Linked DNA regions of Rattus norvegicus: region 2 is linked to region 1. The links are chromatin contacts, called in public Hi-C maps. All regions are on one chromosome and are shown on one strand. Each heading gives the region's core, a stretch centred on a gene start, on an enhancer-like site or on the middle of the called end of the contact. The rest is flanking DNA. Distances are from core to core; before and after follow the strand shown.

What was found. A called contact is a pair of places that touch in the nucleus more often than the background predicts.
Region 2: a Hi-C map of Schwann cells shows a contact between it and region 1, with 4 times the contacts expected there. The contact joins the promoter of Nudt12 here to the enhancer-like site in region 1. A contact is called at or near these places in 2 of 12 Hi-C or Micro-C datasets (Schwann cells and frontal cortex).

Annotation. Positions count from the first base shown.
Region 1 is chr9:106,101,797-106,105,253 of GRCr8, reverse strand. Pdzph1 (PDZ and pleckstrin homology domains 1) reads left to right here. Exons shown (of 14, transcript NM_001402237.1): 9 at 365-543. Among named protein-coding and RNA genes, the nearest start is that of Pdzph1, 73 kb to the left of the region's middle. Within about 2 kb of position 1,638, at least 22 of the 93 cell types and tissues checked have an H3K27ac peak or open chromatin away from gene starts, as enhancers often do. A contact at or near this core is called in Schwann cells, where this site is marked.
Region 2 is chr9:106,200,957-106,204,428 of GRCr8, reverse strand. It overlaps Nudt12 (nudix hydrolase 12), which reads left to right and starts at 2,089. Exons shown (of 7, transcript NM_001109010.1): 1 at 2,089-2,189.

The DNA.
Region 1 (3,457 bases), core at 389-2,888:
AGTAAATGAAGACACACTTAAGGCCGGCTTGATATTATAACTAGTGATGTCGCTCAGACTTGACTCTGTCATCAGAACCACTGGGGTTATGATAAAGGAGTTTTATACAGTTCAGGAAACCCAAGTCACAGATAAGTCCCACCACTGATCTACGAGTCAACTGAGAGGTAACTGCTCCGTTCTTATTTTCGTCGTAAACACATAGGTTTGAATGTCGAAGAGACCTACCTGGTTTAATCTAACGGTAGGATTCTGTTTTTAAAGTCGTGACTGTTTTTCCAATCATTAACTCTACATAGTCACTGCCCCTCCAGAAGATTATAAAATGTCAAGTCACTGAACTCTCCCAAATTCATGCCCGTAGGTCCAGACATCTTGACTATGGTTGTGGGATCCGACATCAGCCGCTGTCCTAATACCCCATGGCCCACCTGCCGGGGTTACCTGCATAAGAGGACTCACTCGGGCTTCGTGAAGGGCTGGAGGAAGAGGTGGTTTGTGTTGAAGCACGACGGCTTTCTCCTCTATTACAAACACAGAAAGGTAAAGTGTGAGGACGGGTAGGAATCTGGGTAAGAATGAGAGACCTTGGGAAGTAAAACCTCCTTGGACTCTCCCATGTCCCCCAAGAGTTACCCTTCAGGACAGTATGTTGCAGAAGTTTGGAAGCATCATGTTCCCATTCTACTGTCCAGGAGTTGTTCTTCTTTCAAAAGTCAGAGAATTATAATTTATGCTCTCTTCTGCTGCACAGATCAAGGCGTATCTTCCCTCTTGTTTACTTCCATTTTTACCCCGTATGAAGATTTCCTTATTACTATAAAGAATATAAGAGCAAAACTAAGTTTCTAGTAGCATTAACAAATAAACTTTGATGATCAAAACATAATTCTTCAGTCGCATATGTAGCAGAGGATGACCTTGAGAGACATCAATGGAAGGAGAGGCCCCTGGTCCTGTGAAGGCTCGCTGCCCCACTGTTGGGGAATGCCAGGGCAGGGAGGTGGGAGTGGTGGGTGGGTGGGTGAGTTGGTGGGGAGCAGCCTCATAGAAGCAAGGGGGAGGGGACAGGAGACAGGGGTTTTCTGGAGGGAAAACTGGGAAAAGGGGATAACATTTGAAATGTAAATAAATAAAATATCCAATAAAAAAAAAGGGTAGTTCTTCAGGCCATGGTTGGTAGAACTCTGTGCTGTCCAGGCTTTGAAACAGAGAGCTAGGCAGGTCACCTGGAATACCTATTTTGCTTTCCAGATTTCATGAGAACAGTAATGTCTAACTCTAGGGGGGAGGCTGGGAAAAACCCCAATCCTATGCTAATGCAGTCCTCCTCCCCAAGGTTTGCAACTGAGTAAATCTGGGCTAGATGGGCCCATGTGCTTGGAGAAATCTTCTTTAGTTGAGTCTAGAACACAGTTTACATTTTGCTATCGCGTATGTTTTCTCAGTTAGATTTAATCCAGGGTCCGATTTTGTTAAGCAATTGCAAGAATGCTTAAAAAGTGACAACAGAGATTTCATGTCGAACTCCTACTTTCCAACCTCTCGTGAAATATTTTCCTCAGCTGTCGGGAGCTAAATAGACCCACTGTCACAAGGAGCACATGCGCGCTCCCATTTAACAAAGGCTGCATTGTGCATCCAGCAGCCTTGTGGATCTGCTGCCTTCACTCTAGGGACATTTGTGGCCCACCTCCAAATGGGGTTCAGAACAAGAATTTTGGCTACTTACCTCATTCATGACACAATCCTATGTTTTCCCTCTGTGTTTATTTTGCATTTCTTGTGTGTATGTGTGTGTGTGTGTATGTGTGTGTGCGCGTGTATTTAAGTGTGTATATATACATAGGCACTTGTGTGCATGAATAAACAACTTAACTTCTTCCTGAAAAAAAAAAAAAAGAACAGTAAGGAAGCCAGTGCATTGTGAAACTGAAAGAAAATATGCTGTTGAATTATTATAACTTATGTTCTCTTATGCGGGGTTTCTATTCCTGCATCATGAGCCCCTTACCTGTGGAACACCCTTGAGTGCTCTGCCTTTCATAGGAAAATCAACCACACCGCTGCTTTGAGAAACTTTGTCTCCCTCCAGTGCAGGAAAGTAGGATTTTCTCCAAACAGGATGAGAAATTGCTATCTGTCCTCGGTTCCTATTTTCCTGAGTGTTAAAGTAAAACAGAGGAGAAGTGACATGAAGTTTTCTATCTTGAAACATTGTGGAAACATTGGACCCAAGTTTCTAATCCATGGAAACAGGTGCATTCGTGTTTCAGAAGCCTACAGGAGTCTCGGAGCTATGCCTCCAGTCTCACCGTCTCTTTTCCCTGACCTCCTGAATAGGCAGGAGTGTTGCCCTGGAAATTTGATGGTTTTGGTTTTTTTTTTTAACTTTTTAAATGTTTAAAGGAAATTCTAATTTGTAAATTGAGTAAATATCATAATCAAGTGTCTTTCAAACTAAAGGCAGTAGACAATGAACAAGAAAAAGAAAGACACAGAGGTGGGGAAGAGAAGAAGAGGAGGAGGAGGAAGAGGGAGAGAGAAGAGAAGAGAAGAGGAGAGGAGAGGAGGAGAGGAGAGGAGAGGAGAGGAGAGGAGAGGAGAGGAGAGGAGAGGAGAGGAGAGGAGAGGAGAGGAGAGGAGAAACCAACTAATTGAGCTTGCACAGCGGCCTCTGGAGATTGTAACCCTGAAGTTGTCTGTTTTTCCCTGCACTGGTTCATTTCTATTTCCATTATGAAATAAGGCTTGTAGTAGATGTTTAATGCTCTTCTTCAACAAAATAAAATTGGAAACGTCACTGAGACATGCATCTCTTGTTTTAAGATCTTTGACGCTGAGATCCAGAAGGATCCCAGTAATTTCCATCTGAGTTCTCTAGGTCAGGGCTCACGTGGACTCTTTGAATTAAGTACATTGATAAGAACATGCTACATAGTTCACCATAATCCTGCTATTCTTCATTTCCTTACCTATTCATTTTCATTACCTACCAAACTTTTGGCATTTGAAAGCATGAAGCCTGCAGTGGAAGGTATGTAAAAATTATGTAGCATTTTTAGTTAAATTAAAAAAAAACCTTTATCTGCTTCTAATCTTCTGTGTCGGGATGTGGATCTCGTGATTAACACCGGGGTAAGAAAAGGCTGATAGGAAGAGTGTGGTTGTGAATGTCATGGCTGCATGGGCCTTTGATGTAACTAAAGTATAAAAATACAACTTTATTTCCATTTTAAAGGAGCCCAAATCAGATGTGCTGTAGGGCTACACATTCCAGAGCACATTATGTCTGATCTGCAAAACAGATAGCAGTGTTCGAGAAGAGTTAATGAAGCATACCACGGACATAACGGGATAAATTAGCAGAAAATGAACTCACCCATTCGGAAGCCATTCATGTAACAAGTATTTATTAGGTACTTTCTACACGCCACCCATTACGTAAGTACCCAGA
Region 2 (3,472 bases), core at 840-3,339, 99 kb before region 1:
TTCCCAGCAACCACATGGTGGCTCACGACCATCTGATGCCCTCTTCTGGTGTGTCTGAAGACAGCTACAGTGTACTCATATACATAAAATAAATCTTTTTTAAAAAAAGGATAAGTGCAAAAACCTATGAAGGAAAAATGGCTTGGCCCATCCCCCATGCTAATGTTGAAATAAGGATATGCTTGTGTTTTCCCCAAAGGTTTGGAACAGCCACTTAGAGTACCTTCAAGGTCCCCGCATATCCATGGATCTAGTAAAAGAACGGAGAGTGGGACCTACAGGGGAATCTAAAAGGTGGCTATTGAAGCTGACAGAGCAGTAGCCAAGAAGGAGGGCCCCTGCTAGCATTACAAGAAAGATGCTGCCATTACCATATGGTGGAGCAGGGAGAATAAAGTGTGCGTTTGGGAAATGTCTAGCAACTACATCTCATATGTATCTGGTAATTATATCTGTTTCACTTCCTTTTCTAATACTGTGACCAAACACTATGCTGAAGGCACCTTATATGAAAAGAATTGATGGGGGAGCTTGCAGCTTCAGCAGATGGATCTGTGAGCATCGTGGTGGAGAGTGTGGCAGCAGATAGGCAGCCAGGTGTGGTGCTGAAGCCATAGATAGCTGAAGGCTCACATGCTTATCTGCGAGTAGGAGGCAGGTGTCTGGACAAAGGAGACTAAATGGAGGGTGCTATGGGCTTTTGAAACTTCAAATCCCACTCCCAATAACACACCTAATCCAACAAAGTCACACCCCCTAATCCTTCCTAAGGAGTTCTACCAACTGAGGACCAAGTATTCAAATACATGAGCCTGTGGGGGCCATTCTTTTCCAACCAACACAACTACCTACAGAAAGGAGCATAGGACAAACTTAGAGAAGCATTCAGAGAACTATAGTTGTTAGTAGGTTGAATACAATAGAACATTTACCATCCACCCAAAATACTCTGGGTTCAATTCCTAGTCCAAGCATCATGCCGTCAACAAATATGAGCTACCTTGGTGTGAGGAAGGACTTGGAAAGTACAGAAAACAATGGTCAATCTTAAAATACTCCACTGCTGATGGGCAAGTCCATTTCCTGGTTTGGGGATTAGAAGACCACTAAAGACCAAACTATTCAAAGAGTCACATAATTGTTGTAGGCTTTGGAGAATGAAATTGTAGGAAATTAAATTGATAAAAGCAAGAATATTGTAAGGTGGGTATCATCTCTGGTCCCAGGAGTTTTTCATGCATTATCTTCTGTAACCCTACAGTCATGGAGGAATTATGGAAGCTCCAAACATATCTTTATAAGGATTATTTAATAAGGTAGACACTGTGGTGGCATTTTAGAAAATGTGAAGTGGGACTTCTACAGAGACGAGAGACCTGCTTAAGGCCACATATCTAAGTGACTTGTGCCGCTAAGTAAATTCCACAAACTGTGCAGCACGAGTTTATGGTGAGTGATTTAAGAGAAGGCAGGTTGGAAGAAAATGAAGTCCTGAAAGATCACAATTTTATTTTATTATTTTAAATCATTTTAAAACATATATATATAGATATGTGTATATCTATATATATGCCGGTTTTGGGTGGAGCACGCCGGTAGAATTTGCTGAAGGAGACAGAGGTAGGAGGATCACGAGTTGGAGGCCAGCCTGGGCTACACATAAAAAAAAAAAAAAAAAAAAAAAAGAAAAGAAAAAAAAAGAAACTTCAATATAAAAAATTGGAAATCAAGATCAATCAAATCATATGTAGAGGTTGCTCCTAACTTTTGGTTTGTGATCAGGCATTAATGTGTTCATAAGAGTATAGAAAACTCAATGGCACCGAACTGTATTGTCTGAAGGAAAGTTGGGGAGCTGGATGAGAAACAGTAGAAAACAAAATCATTTCCACAGACCTCGTTATCATGACGCCACCACTTGGCTCCACACACTTCCATCTCGGGGAAGAATTAGTGGTCTTTCCCAGTTCCTGAATTCATAAATCCAGTCCCCACTCCTTCCCTACCTGCACCTTAATCCGCAGCCTGGACCTGTCGATGGCCTTTAAACTACACCTCCCATAAAGCTGTGCGAGGACAGTGGCCCTCCCCCGGAAGTCCGGAAGGCTGCCTCCAGCACTGGGAAAACTGACAACTGAGTTTGACGCGGAGTCTTCTGTCCCGGCCGCGGTTTCTTTGGTCACTCTTGGGTTAGTAGCGTTAGTCGGCCCCGGGACGTTCGAGGACGAGGGCGTCCCCTCGCGGGCTTGAGGTGCAGCCTTGCTCGGGCTAGAGAGGGCGCAGGCGCGAGACCCCGATCTGACGCTGCCTGCCCGCAGGAGGCTGCTAAGATTCCCAGCCAAGTTTTGGATGGGATAAAACAAACTACTTCGGAGGTGTCCCCTGCTTGAAAGAAGGGATCTTACAATGGACGAAAAATAACTATTCTAGGCACTTGGCCGTTGGGAGAGACCGTGCTTGCGTGGGTTGCACGTAATGGGTTAAATTGGTCTGGACAATTCCAGCGAGTGGAATATATTAAATGATTGTGGGTGGGTTAATTGACAGGTCCACTATGAGGCCAGGTTGGAGCCTGCTGGAGCCGTGCTGGGCACCCTTGGACATGAAGTTACTTATTAGTAAAAATGAATGTTGGTTTGGTTAAAATATAGTTCCTTTAAAAGTCAAGTCTCTTCTAGTTGACCTCTCCAAGTAGCCCTGGAAAACTTGGGTGACGCTTTAGACTACCTTCCCGTCCTCACCTTCCACAGAACCTGCCAATAAGTGATTAGCAAGTAGTACAGCGACAGGTCATGTATTCCGAGCGTCCCTGGAAGGAGTCATGGCAGTATTATTAAATGACTGGAATTGAAAACGCTAGAGGAAGGGGCTTATTGTTTCACCTCGTAGTCCAGAGAATGTTTTATGCATATATATTGCCTAGGTGGTAGTGCATGACACGGCATGTTTGGATGTGCAGTGTTGATGTCACCTAAAGTGATCTCTGAGAGCAGTGAGGGAGTGACGGTGACCTCTGAAACCATGACTTCTGAACAGGGAAAGGCGAGGTGTTAAAGATAAACTTTTAACAGGAGAAACTGTAGCAGGAGTTTGGGAAAGTGAGTTAAAAGAGAAGGAGTTTAGGAAGACACTTAGCGGTGCTTCTAAATAACGTCCTGGAGTATCGCCACGGAGACTACAGTATCTTAAACAATTTTAAGGCTTTTGATATGATAAAAATGGGAAAATAAGCAAAACACACCAAATGAAAGTAAATTGATATATGTAGGGGTTACTCCTAATTTCATTGGTGCACAGATTTTTTGGGCAGGTGTTTTGGATTGCCTTCAGCAGTTTTAAATTATTTGTAAATAGAAGACACAAACAGGAAAGCACAGGCCAAATCGGAAAGTTATTCTTGGACCTGTTGTTTTCCTCAACTTTGTGCAGATTAGGCTGTGTATTTGACCAGCCACATTGCTGTTTCAAAATC